3 separate regions of the Zea mays genome follow, and regions 1 and 3 are each linked to region 2. A link is a contact called in public Hi-C data. All regions are on one chromosome and are shown on one strand. The core of a region is the stretch at or near the end of the contact, and the rest is flanking DNA. Distances in the headings are between cores, read along the strand shown.

Region 1 (4,150 bases), core at 1,178-3,677, 170 kb after region 2:
GCCCCAAGCACTTTGAACTGTATCTTGAAAACCCTCTAATCTAGGTTAGAAGGCCTCAAAATGGAATCTTCTTCTTCCTGGTGAATTATCCCGAAGGCCAACAACAGGGGCAATGATCCGAGTCCTGGGAGGCCGAGCTCTGAAGCAGCACATTAGGAAAAAGCAGTTCCCAACTAACTCAGCAAAAAACTCTATCCAATTTAATCAACACTGGATCAGTTTGATGATTGAACCATGTGAAACGGCGTCCATGCAGGGGGATCTTCTTGAGAGCTACATCCTCAATTAGGCGTCTAAAGAGATTCATCATAGCCTGGTTAAGATTAGAGTGATTCTTATCTGAAGCTTGTAAAATGAGATTGAAATCCCCAGCTAGTAACCAAGGCCCATTGCAAGCCTCTCTAATGGCTCTCAAGCCATGTGAATGCAACTGTAGTATGCATGCTTCAATTTAGCCATGTGAATATAGCTGTAGTATGCTCTCATGGATTTAACCATGTGAATGTAGCTGTAGTATACGTGCTTCGGTGTGACCATGTGAATATAGCTATAGTACGCATGCTTGGATTTAACCATGTGAATATACATGTAGTACTTGTGTGTGATTGATTTTTATCTAATTGGTCTCCTGTTGCTTGTCAAATTTGGTACCTGCATCCCCCTCAGGCATGTTTCTCTGGTTGTCAAGCACAAGTGTGTGCCTTTACATATGACAAGGGCTGCATGTGAATACTCAGTGGTAGCTGCCATTAATTGTTGTTGTGCAAGCCTGAACCTGTAGTCTTGTAGTATTGTGCTATCACCAGTGCCTGTCAATGATATGAAGTACTGATCAGTATCCAGTGTTCAGCATTCACAAACCTATTTGCCTATATATCAATCACAGGCATGGCTGACATGCCTGTCAACTATCGAGAAACCCTGTTGGTCAAATTGTTGTTTTCTTCTCTTTTGCTCAATTGCATTATGCACATCGGATTTTGCTTATGAGGCTGACTGAAAGGAAATTTGTTTCAAGAGACTGATAATTCTTTTTCTCTTGCCGCGCAGAATAAAGCAAGTGCAATCTATGACCTCCAAAGGAATAGAAGTAACCTTGAATCGCTATTCTGCTACGACAAATCTGTCCCAGAGGAGAATATTGGAAAACCGTCCGGTCTAGATCTGGAAAAGAAGGATGTCGGGGACAACCCTCCCTGCTCAAGCTGTGAAGCTAAAGGCGCTGTGCTGTGCGCAACATGCGCTGGTTCAGGCTTGTACGTCGACTCGATACTGGAGAGCCAAGGGATCATCGTGAAAGTCAGATGCCTAGGTAAGCTAGCTTGACAAGCACATTCTGTGCGACAGTTGCTTCCCTGCTATACAGTTGGGTTTGGGTATACCTGCTGACATCCAAATTGCTGTAGGCTGTGGAGGAACTGGGAACATCATGTGCTCCAAGTGTGGAGGCCGTGGGCATACCTGAATGATAAAAAGCTTGGACATTGCAGTGTCTCCGCAGCAAGACAGTACAATCCTGCTAGCATCCTTCCCGAGTTACGTTGGTGGGTATTTGGTCTCATGGTGACATCGTCAATCAAAAAGAGTTACGATTCTTCCGGAGAATTTTCCTTGTGCTGATCTAGCTGCTGTAACTGCATCGAAACATGCTTTAGAAGCTATTGAACCCCATCCCCCCCCCCCCCCCCCCTTTTGCTTTTTATTCCCCTCGTTTCATGCCTAAAAGTTTAAAGGACGATGCGTCAAAGGATTCGATGTTATGTTGTAATCATAAAGGTTAATGAAATGTGAAAGATACACTTCGTTTATGGGAGAGATTAGATTCAAAGTGTCCTGTGCAGTAACTGAGCAGAAGTGTGGTCACATCACATCACAAATACTAGTACATACTCCAACTCCATTCAAGAAAGAATGCAATTCTAGCAGTGTTATGTTTTGGTATTTTAAATTTTAACTAATTATAGATAAAAAAAGAATCAATATTTATAATGTGAAATAAATATTATTAGATTGATTATGAAATGTATTTTTATACTAGATTAATTTAGAGTAAATGCTATTTACTAAAAAAACTTGGTTAAACGTAAATCACTTCAACTCGCACGCGTTTTCGTCTATGACACAGAGTACAAACATGACGATTAGATAGAAAGTGGTGAGGGATCAAAAGCAGCTTGGTCATTTCCTAATCGAAACTGCTCAGTCGCTGAATCATGGTCTAGTAATACCTGTCCCACTCAGATTAATATGCTTCTCTTCAGCTGCGGACCAACGCCCCCTGCAAACAAGCAAGGAATACTTTGATCGACCGTCACCTGTGCACGAAGCCATGTTGACGATGGCCATCGAATCAATCCTTCTCCTCACCCAGGTCATATCTCCTTATATACTGCACTTGGAGGTGTTTGTATATATGCACATCCACCACAAACGCCCATTGCCATCAACCCCAGCAGCAGCAGCAGTCAGCAGAGGCATTGTTACTTGTTAGTTCCGAAAGCACACGTACGTCTCACATTAGCTAGTTCCAGCCTTCGTCGTCCAGGACACGAGAGGAAACCGCAGCCATGGCCAACAACCGCACCTACGAGGAGCATACCCCCGCCGTCGAGTGGAGCCGCTCCGCCGCCGAGGCCGACGCCGTCAAGATCTCGCTCCCAGGCAAGCAGTCCCTTGGCTCCTTTCCAGCCTGGAGCGATGATGGTTACTGTTACTGAAATACCCGTCGCTGGGGCTGCAGGGTTCAAGAGGGAGGACCTCCGCGTGCTGGTGGACAACCACGGCCACCTGCGGACGCGCGGCGAGCGGCACCTCACCGGCAACAGGTGGATCCGCTTCCAGAACGACTTCGAGCTTCCCGCCAACTGCAACGCCGACGGCATCCGCGCCAAGTTCGAGAACGAGACGCTCACCATCACGCTCCCCAAGAAGACCCCCTCGACGCCCATGCAGCCGCCGCCAAGGATGCCCACGGCGGCGCCGCCTCCGTTGCAGGGCCAGGGGCAGGGGCTTCCGCCGGCGGCCAGGCCTGCCGCGCCGACCCCGGCGCCGCTGGCTCCAGCTGCTCCTTCCGTGAAGCCGCCCGCCGAGTCCAGAGCGTCGATGCCGAGGAAGACGTACGATCCTGTGCCGGCGCCGGCGCCGGAAGTGGAACCGCCTGCAACCACAAAGCCCCAGCCGTCGCTGGGGGCTGTTCAGAGGCTGAAGGAGGAGGAGGAGGAGAGGAAGAGGGAGGAAGAGGGGAAGATGGCCGAGGACAGGAAGGAGATGGTGCATGAGAAGGACACGCAGCAGGAGCAGCAGCCAATGCTAGCAGAGACGATGGCGTTGGCGAACCTGAAGCCCAGGCAGGCCTCCGCGAGGCAAGGCATGCTGGTGAGCGTGGCGGTCGCGGTGGTTGTGCTGCTTGGGTTCACCGTCTACGTGTGGCACAGCCTGAGGAACGCCACGGGAGGCGCCGGCGGCGAGCACGGCCACGGACACCAGCTGTGGACCGGTAGCTACGGCGACGAGATGTGAGCAAGCTAGCTCGAGGTGTGGCGTGAGTACACAGTACATCTAAGTGGAAAGGAAGCAATGCAAGTGTGCGTGTGTATATATAGTTATACACGCACACGTACATACACATATACTACATACATGGGAGGCTCAGTACACGCACTACATACTCTACTCGTGTTGATCGTTTATCAGCTGGCAATGGCATGACGGCTTAATGAGCTTTTAAGAGATGTTTCGTTTGGTCGGTTGATTGATCAATTTAACGAAAATAACACTGGCCGTCAGGCCGTGTGGTGACTGGTGTGCTCCTAGTTAGTTTGGATCTACAGAACACCATACTCATGTTCGTTGACAACGCCACGACGGCACGTCGGTAACGGCAGACCTCTTTCTAGCCCATGTGATCTGATTTTGGCCCAATCAAATACTTCTTAGGCTGACACATTTCGTAATCATAGGCTTTCAATGGACAGTATCGTGAGGTAATAAACATGCCGGCCGCCGGGAACCGACGGGAATAAGCACTAAACCGATGAGAATAAGGGTGTGTTTGGTTTGACTTTTGGCTTTGGCTTTTGCCCCCCTAAAAGCCAAAAGTCAACCAAAGGAATGGATCTAGAAAGCAGCTTTTTCTAAAAGTCGGCTTTCT
Region 2 (4,344 bases), core at 805-3,304:
GGGCCACTTGACCCGGCCTTCTTTGGAGGCCATTGTAGGAAGCAGGGATCGAGCCTGGCCGACTTGAACTTTTGAGGCCCAACTCATTATGTCGTAATTCTTAAAAGTGACAACTGACGACCTAGCCTGACTAGTTGGCACCTATGCATTCGCCACTATCCCTAATTAAGGGTTAGGTAACACGCAGCTGCTTACCTAGATAGCATATTGCATCTTTTTGAACCAGTGCACTGCATTAATTGTTCTAGTTTGATGGTCTGAAATTCATAGCAACTGTTAGACAACAATATTCATTGCCTTGTATAGCATAGCCGGCCGGCCTTGTATAGCAGGCTAGGATAGAGAGAGATTTGGGAAGGAGTCCAGGATGGTAAGGATCAATGCGGAATCCAGGCTTGTATACCAACTTGAAATTGTTCTAGCATGCCCTCCTGTTTTTTTTATATACAACAATATGCACACAGCCGCAATAAAAAAAAATGTACTAAGTTCAATAATGTATTTGTGGAACATCCAATGATCCATTGCTCTCTTTACTTTAGGAAATCAGAATCATAGATATAATAATACGAAGGAAGTTTCAAAACTTGGGCTGAAACTCACCATAGAATTTGTTTAAACAGGAATCAACTAAATTTTCTGGTGATTGTTTCAAATTGTCCAAAGGATAACGGATAAAACACTCCTATAATGGCCCAACTGCTCTTGTGCTCTTTGGAAACTTCTGGATATAGAGATATTCCATCTTAAAATCGCAAACAACGGAGATATGTCTAAATTAATTACCAACTACAATTTAATGACTCCAGCTGTAGCCGCTTTAACATATAGTACTGTACTCCCTCCAGTGCAGTAAAGGTAGTCGTTTAGGACATGATTGTGCATACCAAGGAGTGATTAATTATCATAGAGTTTTCCCTGTTTGCCCCTATTAAATAGGGATATGGGTGCATTAATGTCACTAAAACAATCAGACTTGATTGGTTGCTGCAGCAGCTCCAAGGCATTCTAGACCGGAGGTCTCAAGTTCGATTCCTCTTAAATGCATTTTTTTTTGCAATTAGTAGGGGCAATAACGTCCAAATCCTATACCCACGCGCGCTATGACTTCTTTTTGTGCACGCTCGGTCACGCGCAGGATGACTTCTTTTACTGCACCGGAGGGAGTACAACCAGAAGTTGCGCGGGTATAGTTGTTACCGTTGGCTGAATCCTTCTCGTTCTGACTGGTCAGCTTCTCAGCCTCCTCCTCCGTTCCAACCTCGAGCGGTCCCCCGCCAAAGCTCATATGGTTGTAACTCAGTAGGCATGCCTTGTCGAAAACAAACCCGGGCTCTGAACAAGCGTGTGGAAACCAAAATAAGAGGACAAACACCAAGTAAAATGCATCCATAGAACGCCAGGAACCCAGGAGCTTGCACTGATGCAAGGAGGTATTCAGCCGAGCCAATCGACAAGCTAATCCTTGAAACAAATGAACGAAGAAGAGGCGCTGAAGAAGAACCCTGACCTCGTCTTGCGCTGATCCTGCGGTCGAAGAGCCGAACGACGTCGGTTCCCTCCAGACACGCGGCGTAGGAAATCATCCTGCGACTCGAGACGCGGGAGCAGCGAGTTACCTCCAGGGAGGAACGATACACAAAAACCAACCCCAAAGTCGCGCGGAGCGATTGAGACCGAAGTACGTAGGAGCTGAAGTTGGGAGAACGGAACTCACAGCGCTAGCTCCCGGGCGGCGCGAGGGCTGCAGAAGCGGCCGGAGCGGTCAACCTTGGCGTGCGCGGGTGCGGTCGTCCCCGAGGCCGCGGGCGGTGGCGGGCTGGAGACCACCAGCGGCGCGCGGGTGGAGGCGACGGCGCGGGGCAGGGGCGGCGCCGGGAGCGCCCGGGCGCGCCGCGAGGCCGGGCCCGCGAGCAGAAGGCAGTGTCTAGGCCCCGCGGAGAAGAACGATGAGGGGGAGAAGGTGCGGAGGGATGGTGCCGCTTCCATTTCGCCCGGCGCGTGCCCGCCGGCGGAAGGACCGGAGGAGTGGAGAGCGGGCAGCGATTGAACTCGAAATGGAGCGGACAAGGAAGATGGGGATAGCGAGAGGGATAAGGTGTTCTCGGATCGCTTTGGTTGCGCGAACAACCGTTGGGCCGATATTCCGCCATATTGGGCCGTGGCACACCACTGCCTTGCTGCAGAATGCTAGGGGTCTTTTAGCACGGTTTAATATTGTTAGAGCTAGTTTGAAAACTCTATTTTTAAAATAATTTTTATTTTGCCAAAGAAAAATAAACTAATTTCTTTTGGTAAATGGAAATCTTTAGAAAATATGGTTCCAAAATAGTTTTAGCTCTAGTTTTACTCTGCAAACAGTTTTTCTATAGGAGTCAAAGGACGTGTTTGTTTTAGTTTAAAATCAGATTTTCAACGAACAAAAGCGAGCCGATGAAATAAGCCCGCCAAACACATACTTTTTTTTCTTGCTTATTCTCACCGCGGAAGGGTAAAAAACGCGGGTGTTGTACTAAAAACGCAGCTTTCAGCTCGCTTCTCCGAAAGCGCGTTGACAGTAAGAAAAAAACAAACACACCTAAAGCCATTTCCAAAAACCATTTGGCAACAATCGTCTACCCCTCGCTCCCTGCGCTTCACTCATTTCACCTGCTTCGTCCTCATCTCTCCTTAAAACCTAGCACCGCCTTCTTCCGTCTTCCCACCCAACCTCGACCATGCCCGTCATGACACTCCATCATCCCCTGATCGATGTCAGCGCGAGACGCCGCAGTGCCCCGACGCCAGGCTTCCCTCCATGCGAGCTCCCTCGAGGCGTCGGTGGCCCTGAGCCCGTGACGGTGAAAGTGAATGGGTCATCAGAGGTCGCGGTGGAGAGGAAGGAGAAGATGACAGAGTCATTAATTCCACCGAATCTATCCAAATTTATGCCGCCGCCATCCTCATTGTTGATAGTGATGGCAAACCACTTCTATGTTGCTCTAACCGGTTCGGCTCGGTCATGTTTGACGAATCTTTCCGAGGCCTCGATCCAGCCCCTAGTGGCCTAGTACAAGCTTTGCTGTCAATTCGTGCCCAATTTTGAGGACACTTTAATCTTGGTGTAGAAAGAGTTTCTGCATATATTAGGTAATGTTTGGTTCACATATTTATAATTTAATAGATAACTGATAACATTAAATCATATTTGTTTAAGTCTAAATGAAATGAGATACCACACTAGAAATTAATATCAATCTATTTAAATTATTGCTGGTACTCAACTATAAATCATTATCGTTACTATTTTCGTTACAGTCCGTTACATTTGGCCACCTCAAAACGATATCCCCCGCATCACGCCTGCTTGTGTCGTTGTTGCCTTCTCACATGGCGTGCCTGCCTGACTAAAAAGATTCTTGAGAAACATACCTATAATATCCAAGGTTGTGGAGAGCTTGTTACCCTCAACGACAAATGCACATGGGCATAGGTTGTAGAGAAGAGGAGAGAACATGGTATGCCGCTAGAGATATACATAGCCAAAGTTGTCGGGGACGTGCTCGATCGTACACAAGAAAAAGAAGAAGGAAAAGGTTGCGGGGTATAATTCCCAATACCAAAATGATATCTATATAGAACTGAAAAGAAGACCAACTTGACCACCTACGTCAAATCAAATGCTGTTAAGCTAGCGCCTAGGAACAAGTCAAGCACGCGACATCTGGGACGTTCACACAGAGTAGTAGTACACGACACACCCCTGGAGGCTGGAGCCATGGGACTCGCGAGTCGGAAGCAGTGCTGGATAAAAAATTCGTAGCTCGTTAACTCGCTCGATTCGATTTGATAGTGGCTCGACTCAACTCGTTTATAATTTGTAACAAGTTGAGTTTGTATTTCAACTCGTTACAAAAACGAGCCAGCTTGAGTTGGATCACGAGCTGACTCGCGAGCTAAACGTGTTGGAGTAATTAATCAAATCACAATAATCTCCGATCCAAAATAGTTAATCTTGTACTTAGTTAATCTTGTTCTTTGTTGAGTGTGGAATCTTAAGTTGCAAATTCTGTTTTTTTTTCTAAATCGTTCCTGTTTTCTTTTGCTACATGTTTTTATATCCATTTGTAGACGCTAGCACGAGCCAGCTCGAGTTGGCAAACGAGTCGAGCCGAGTTGGATCTTTAGCTCGTTAACATAACGAGTCGAGTCAAACCGAGCTAAGCTAGCTCGATATCCATCCCTAGTCGGAAGTAACGGATTTTTTGTGTCACCGTGTGTCTTGAATATGGGCCAGACAGCATGGTCTAAAAGTATTAGCATAAAGTATGGTCTGACACAAAATAATATAGGTCAGTCACAAAT
Region 3 (4,029 bases), core at 905-3,404, 200 kb after region 2:
AGATGGGAAGAATGCTGCCAAGAAGCGAAAGAAGAGAGAAAGATTTCTCCACACCCTTGGCAGGCTTAGAGAGGAGCAAGTATGACACTGGTCCAACAAGCACTGGGACAGTATCAATACCGAGCTGCATGAGGGGCAAAAACAAAGTTTGCAGGCATTATTTTTCATAATTGAAAATAGCATGCCCCTTCCTTTACAGGGTGAAAACTACCGACATTAAGAAAAAGAGCACTGCAGGGAATCCTATCATATTGCTATGCAAAGTTGAATGAGAAAATAGTTTTGTGACAGTTATGCATTAGTACATTACTGTCAAGATGGAAAAGTCAGTGTGTTCCAAGCTTGTCCATCTTTGACTTCAAATAAGGCTAGCAAAGCAGTGGGTTAACTTATAATTTACTTCAATGTTATGGAATGTATTGAAGGCATCAAACCAGTCAAGGATTTAAATAAGCCATAGGTTCAGTACAGCTGAAGTGCTTTTACCAAAAAGAAGTGGGTTCTAAGCTGGGAGACATAAATATTGGTTGCTGCATTTTTCCCTGTTACTAAACCGTGCAGCCATGCAAGCAAACAATGATGAGAAGGGTAAATGAACTAAATTACAAACAGCTGACAGTATCTGTTGTTACAGCAACATACCGCTTTTGCCTCCTTGTACTCAGAAACAGCCTTGTGAGAAGCGTATGTGAACTTGGTGCTTGGGCCAAGTTCAGGGACAATAAAGTGGCTGCGAGGAGCAAGGTAATAAAAAAAATGTTAGACCAATACCACAAAAAAACCAAGTAAACATTCAAGAGACAGAAGTTGACTTACTAGTTTGTATCAAACCACTTGGTCATCTCCATAGCAGGGACAGTGGCATTTCCCCTGGCCATTGAGAAATAGGTGCTCAAGCCAATCTCGCCTCCAGTCCAAGAGTAGCGCTCTGGGACAGCACCAAGCATGGCCGTGGTATCAAGGACCTGGTCATAGTACGAGAAGGTGTTGCTGGGAATGTACTTGATCCCAGCTTCTGACATTTGCTTCCAGATGCTAGACCTGAGGTCAGAGGCAACTTTCTCTAAATCATCGGCGCTGCTCTTCCCATCCCAGAAAGACTCCAAGGCAAACTTGAGCTCTCTCTTGGGGCCCATGCGAGGGTATCCAACAATATGGGACGCCATCTTTCTATATAACAGAAAAATGTTAAAATCAGGTTGACAGAGAAGCTAGCTGAATATTTGTCCCAAAAAAAAACTGCAAATAAGCTAAAAGAGCTCTCTCTAGCTCTAGGGGCCCATACAAGCGTATGCAACAATATGGGACACCATCTTTCTATATAACAGCAAAATGTTAAAATCAGCTTGATTCACATCAACAAGAAGCTAGCTGAATATTTGTCTCAACAAAGCTGCAAATAAAATGCGCACTTGTACAGTTCTACAGGAAGCAATGATATATTAAACTACAGCCACAGAAAACAAATTGATCAGTATAAAACTATCACTGTCCATTCAGTGAATCTGCCAACTAACTTCCGGATCATACATACATGAAGAAATTTTAAATGTTCCCGTAGATCTAACAGAGCCCGCCCGCCCTTCGGAAACGATCTAAAAATTAACAGCGCGTTACGCTGCTAACAAAAATCTGGGGGCCTGAGATGCTAGCCAACTCAAATCACAATGATGGATTTCATATAATTACGACTCGAAACATCTCCTCGAAAAACAAAAGGGGGGCAATCGACTCTAATCCCGCAGTAACCCAGCGGCGATCTCAACGACTCGACCAAAAAATATCGAGCCCCACCAAAACCACCAATTCCGCACAGCGTAGCGCAGCAAAGCAACCCCTACAGGGAAGGAAACAATGGCTACGAATCCAGACAGACCGAGCAGGCAGGCGGGGGGGCAGCAGCATGCCAGACTCACCGCGCGCCGAGGCGATCCGAGAGGCGCGGGGAGATAGCGGAAGCGAGGGAATGGGCGAGCGGGAGAGTGGGAGGGGGCATATACAGCAAGGGGGGAGGGGGGGAAGGCGCGCTTACCCTTTGGAACGTGGAGCGGGAGAGTAGCTCCGGGGGAAGAGGACGACGCCGGGGTGAACTGAGATGTGGGTGGTGATGACGAGCACGGGACGTCTGACTGTCTGAGGGGTTTCATTTGTAGAGGTAGAGGATGCAGTGTCTGCGTTAGGTGGCGGCGTGGCGCGCGCTTACGGGATCTGGTGAGATCCCATTTCCCAGCTGCCAAATCCGTCGGTGCTCATGATTTGTTTGGTTTCTAAGGACTAATGTTTGGTTTTTTCATTTTATTTTATTTTATTTTATAAATTATTAAATATAGAAACTATATATTTAATAATTTTAAAACTAAAATAGAATAAAATGTAGGAACTAAAAATTAATCCCTAAAACTAAATATCCACTTAGATTTTTCTCTTCTTGTCTATATTTATACCACTATATAATCTACTTATTTACCTAACCATCCAAATCATCACAGTATAACGTTAGTATGGACTATATATTAGTTGGAAAAAATGTCAGTTTCGATAATTTTTCTTCATAATTTTTTTGAACTGGCACGATCGAAATTCAAGAATTAGAAAAAAAACTCGTGATACAACAATTATAAATAAATTGATTATAGGCGAAAACAAACCGGCCTTATGATATCAGAAACTCTAAAAATATCATGCAATCTAGATTTTCTGCGCTGTTAAAACTTGGGAGAATTTCTCGTGGAACAATCAATTTTCTATAATAAGAGGTGGTAACAACCTTCGTTTTAATTAGGAAATCCGGCTCGGAATGGCAAGCAGTGAATCTGAACAACCGTGCTAGTAGTAGTTGTCACATCCACGAGCCATGTAACGAAAAATAAACATCTTTTGGAGTCAAATGCCAACTAATGGAACACAAACGGATGTTTAACTTTTTTGATTTTACAGAGGGGAATAATTAAGAAGGCTCAAGATAGGTACTCCCTCTGTATCTAAGAGTATCTTTAAGAGACTCTTTATTTTTAGTTCTCTATTTAACTTTTTATTTGTCTCTCTATAAATATTAAACTATATATATATAACATCTCTTTACAACAGACTCTCTAACATAAAGTAAGCTTAGCTAGCGAGAGTTGCTAGCCAAATTTAGCTAGTGAGAGAGTTAATTTAGAGAGCCGAATAGCTTAGCAAGTTAAATAGCTAGTCTGTTGGAGAGCTATTAAATAGCTAAAATTTAGCTTGACAAGCTATTTAGCTAGTCTTTTGGAGATACTCTAAAGAATTGGTAAGTCGAGCCTTTTTTTAATGGCCGACCAAATTTATTAAAAAAATATTTAAAATATCCATAAAACCAAATAATCATATTATAAAATAATATTTTTTAAAAAAATTTGTCTAATGAGAAATACTGTAGCGATATTTGTAGCTTTGAAAACCTATACATCCCAAATCCATCTTCTACTAGGGGCCGAAAGTGGTGACAGATGCCGATGTCAGTGCAGAACAGCACGAGTTCCATCCAAGCATGTGTGGTATTCTAATTGGATAAAGAGGCGTAGTGGTGCTCAGAAAAAGAAAAGGATGTGCGGCCCGCGACTTTCCGATTCCAACCAACCACTCCTGATTCCTGAACCTCAAGTGGAGTGGGGAGTAGAAGCATCTCCCAGCCCCCGCCAACCATGAAAGCTCAAGCTCCATCCAGCAACACTATTCTTCCTTGAATCTGGCTTACATCACACTCAAAACACAGTGCGCGAGTGTATGCGCATTTGTCTTCCAGGTTGAAATAAAAAGGTAGTTCGATCATAGGTTTGGATCTTGGAGCTGGTCCACCTCCATCATCATCAGAGCTGCTACGGCTGCTACAGTATACATGACATGTAGCCTCCTACTTGGCCATCAGGGACGACAAAATGAGGGGGCCATGGTAGGTGCTCCTACCTCCGGGGGTTGGTGGTCGACATGCTGCCAATACAAACAATGCAATAGCCAATAGGTTTGCTTTGCTTCTCCAGCTTCCAAAACTCGTCCTGCACTCGT

What was found. Hi-C and Micro-C count contacts between places; a contact is called where the count stands out from the background.
Region 1: a contact with region 2 is called in a Hi-C map of tassel, with 2.6 times the contacts expected there. The contact joins the promoter of LOC100383047 here to the promoter of LOC100284474 in region 2. A contact is called at or near these places in 9 of 25 Hi-C or Micro-C datasets (bundle sheath, ear, endosperm and 2 more) and 2 of 3 datasets of contacts at active chromatin or transcription factors (leaf and seedling).
Region 3: a contact with region 2 is called in a Hi-C map of leaf, with 5 times the contacts expected there. The contact joins the promoter of LOC100286153 here to the promoter of LOC100284474 in region 2. A contact is called at or near these places in 5 of 25 Hi-C or Micro-C datasets (ear, endosperm, leaf and 1 more).

What each region holds. Positions count from the first base shown.
Region 1 is chr1:265,711,234-265,715,383 of Zm-B73-REFERENCE-NAM-5.0, forward strand. LOC100383047 reads left to right here and starts at 2,428. Exons shown (of 2, transcript NM_001175723.1): 1 at 2,428-2,661; 2 at 2,741-3,725. The coding sequence starts at 2,568. The coding sequence ends at 3,519. LOC100275997 reads left to right here. Exons shown (of 3, transcript NM_001371526.2): 2 at 1,051-1,312; 3 at 1,407-1,828. The coding sequence ends at 1,465.
Region 2 is chr1:265,540,821-265,545,164 of Zm-B73-REFERENCE-NAM-5.0, forward strand. LOC100284474 reads right to left here and starts at 2,055. Exons shown (of 7, transcript NM_001157369.2): 1 at 1,718-2,055; 2 at 1,511-1,587; 3 at 1,201-1,335. The coding sequence starts at 1,989.
Region 3 is chr1:265,745,259-265,749,287 of Zm-B73-REFERENCE-NAM-5.0, forward strand. LOC100286153 reads right to left here and starts at 2,155. Exons shown (of 14, transcript NM_001159041.1): 1 at 2,033-2,155; 2 at 817-1,170; 3 at 643-730; 4 at 1-124. The coding sequence starts at 1,166.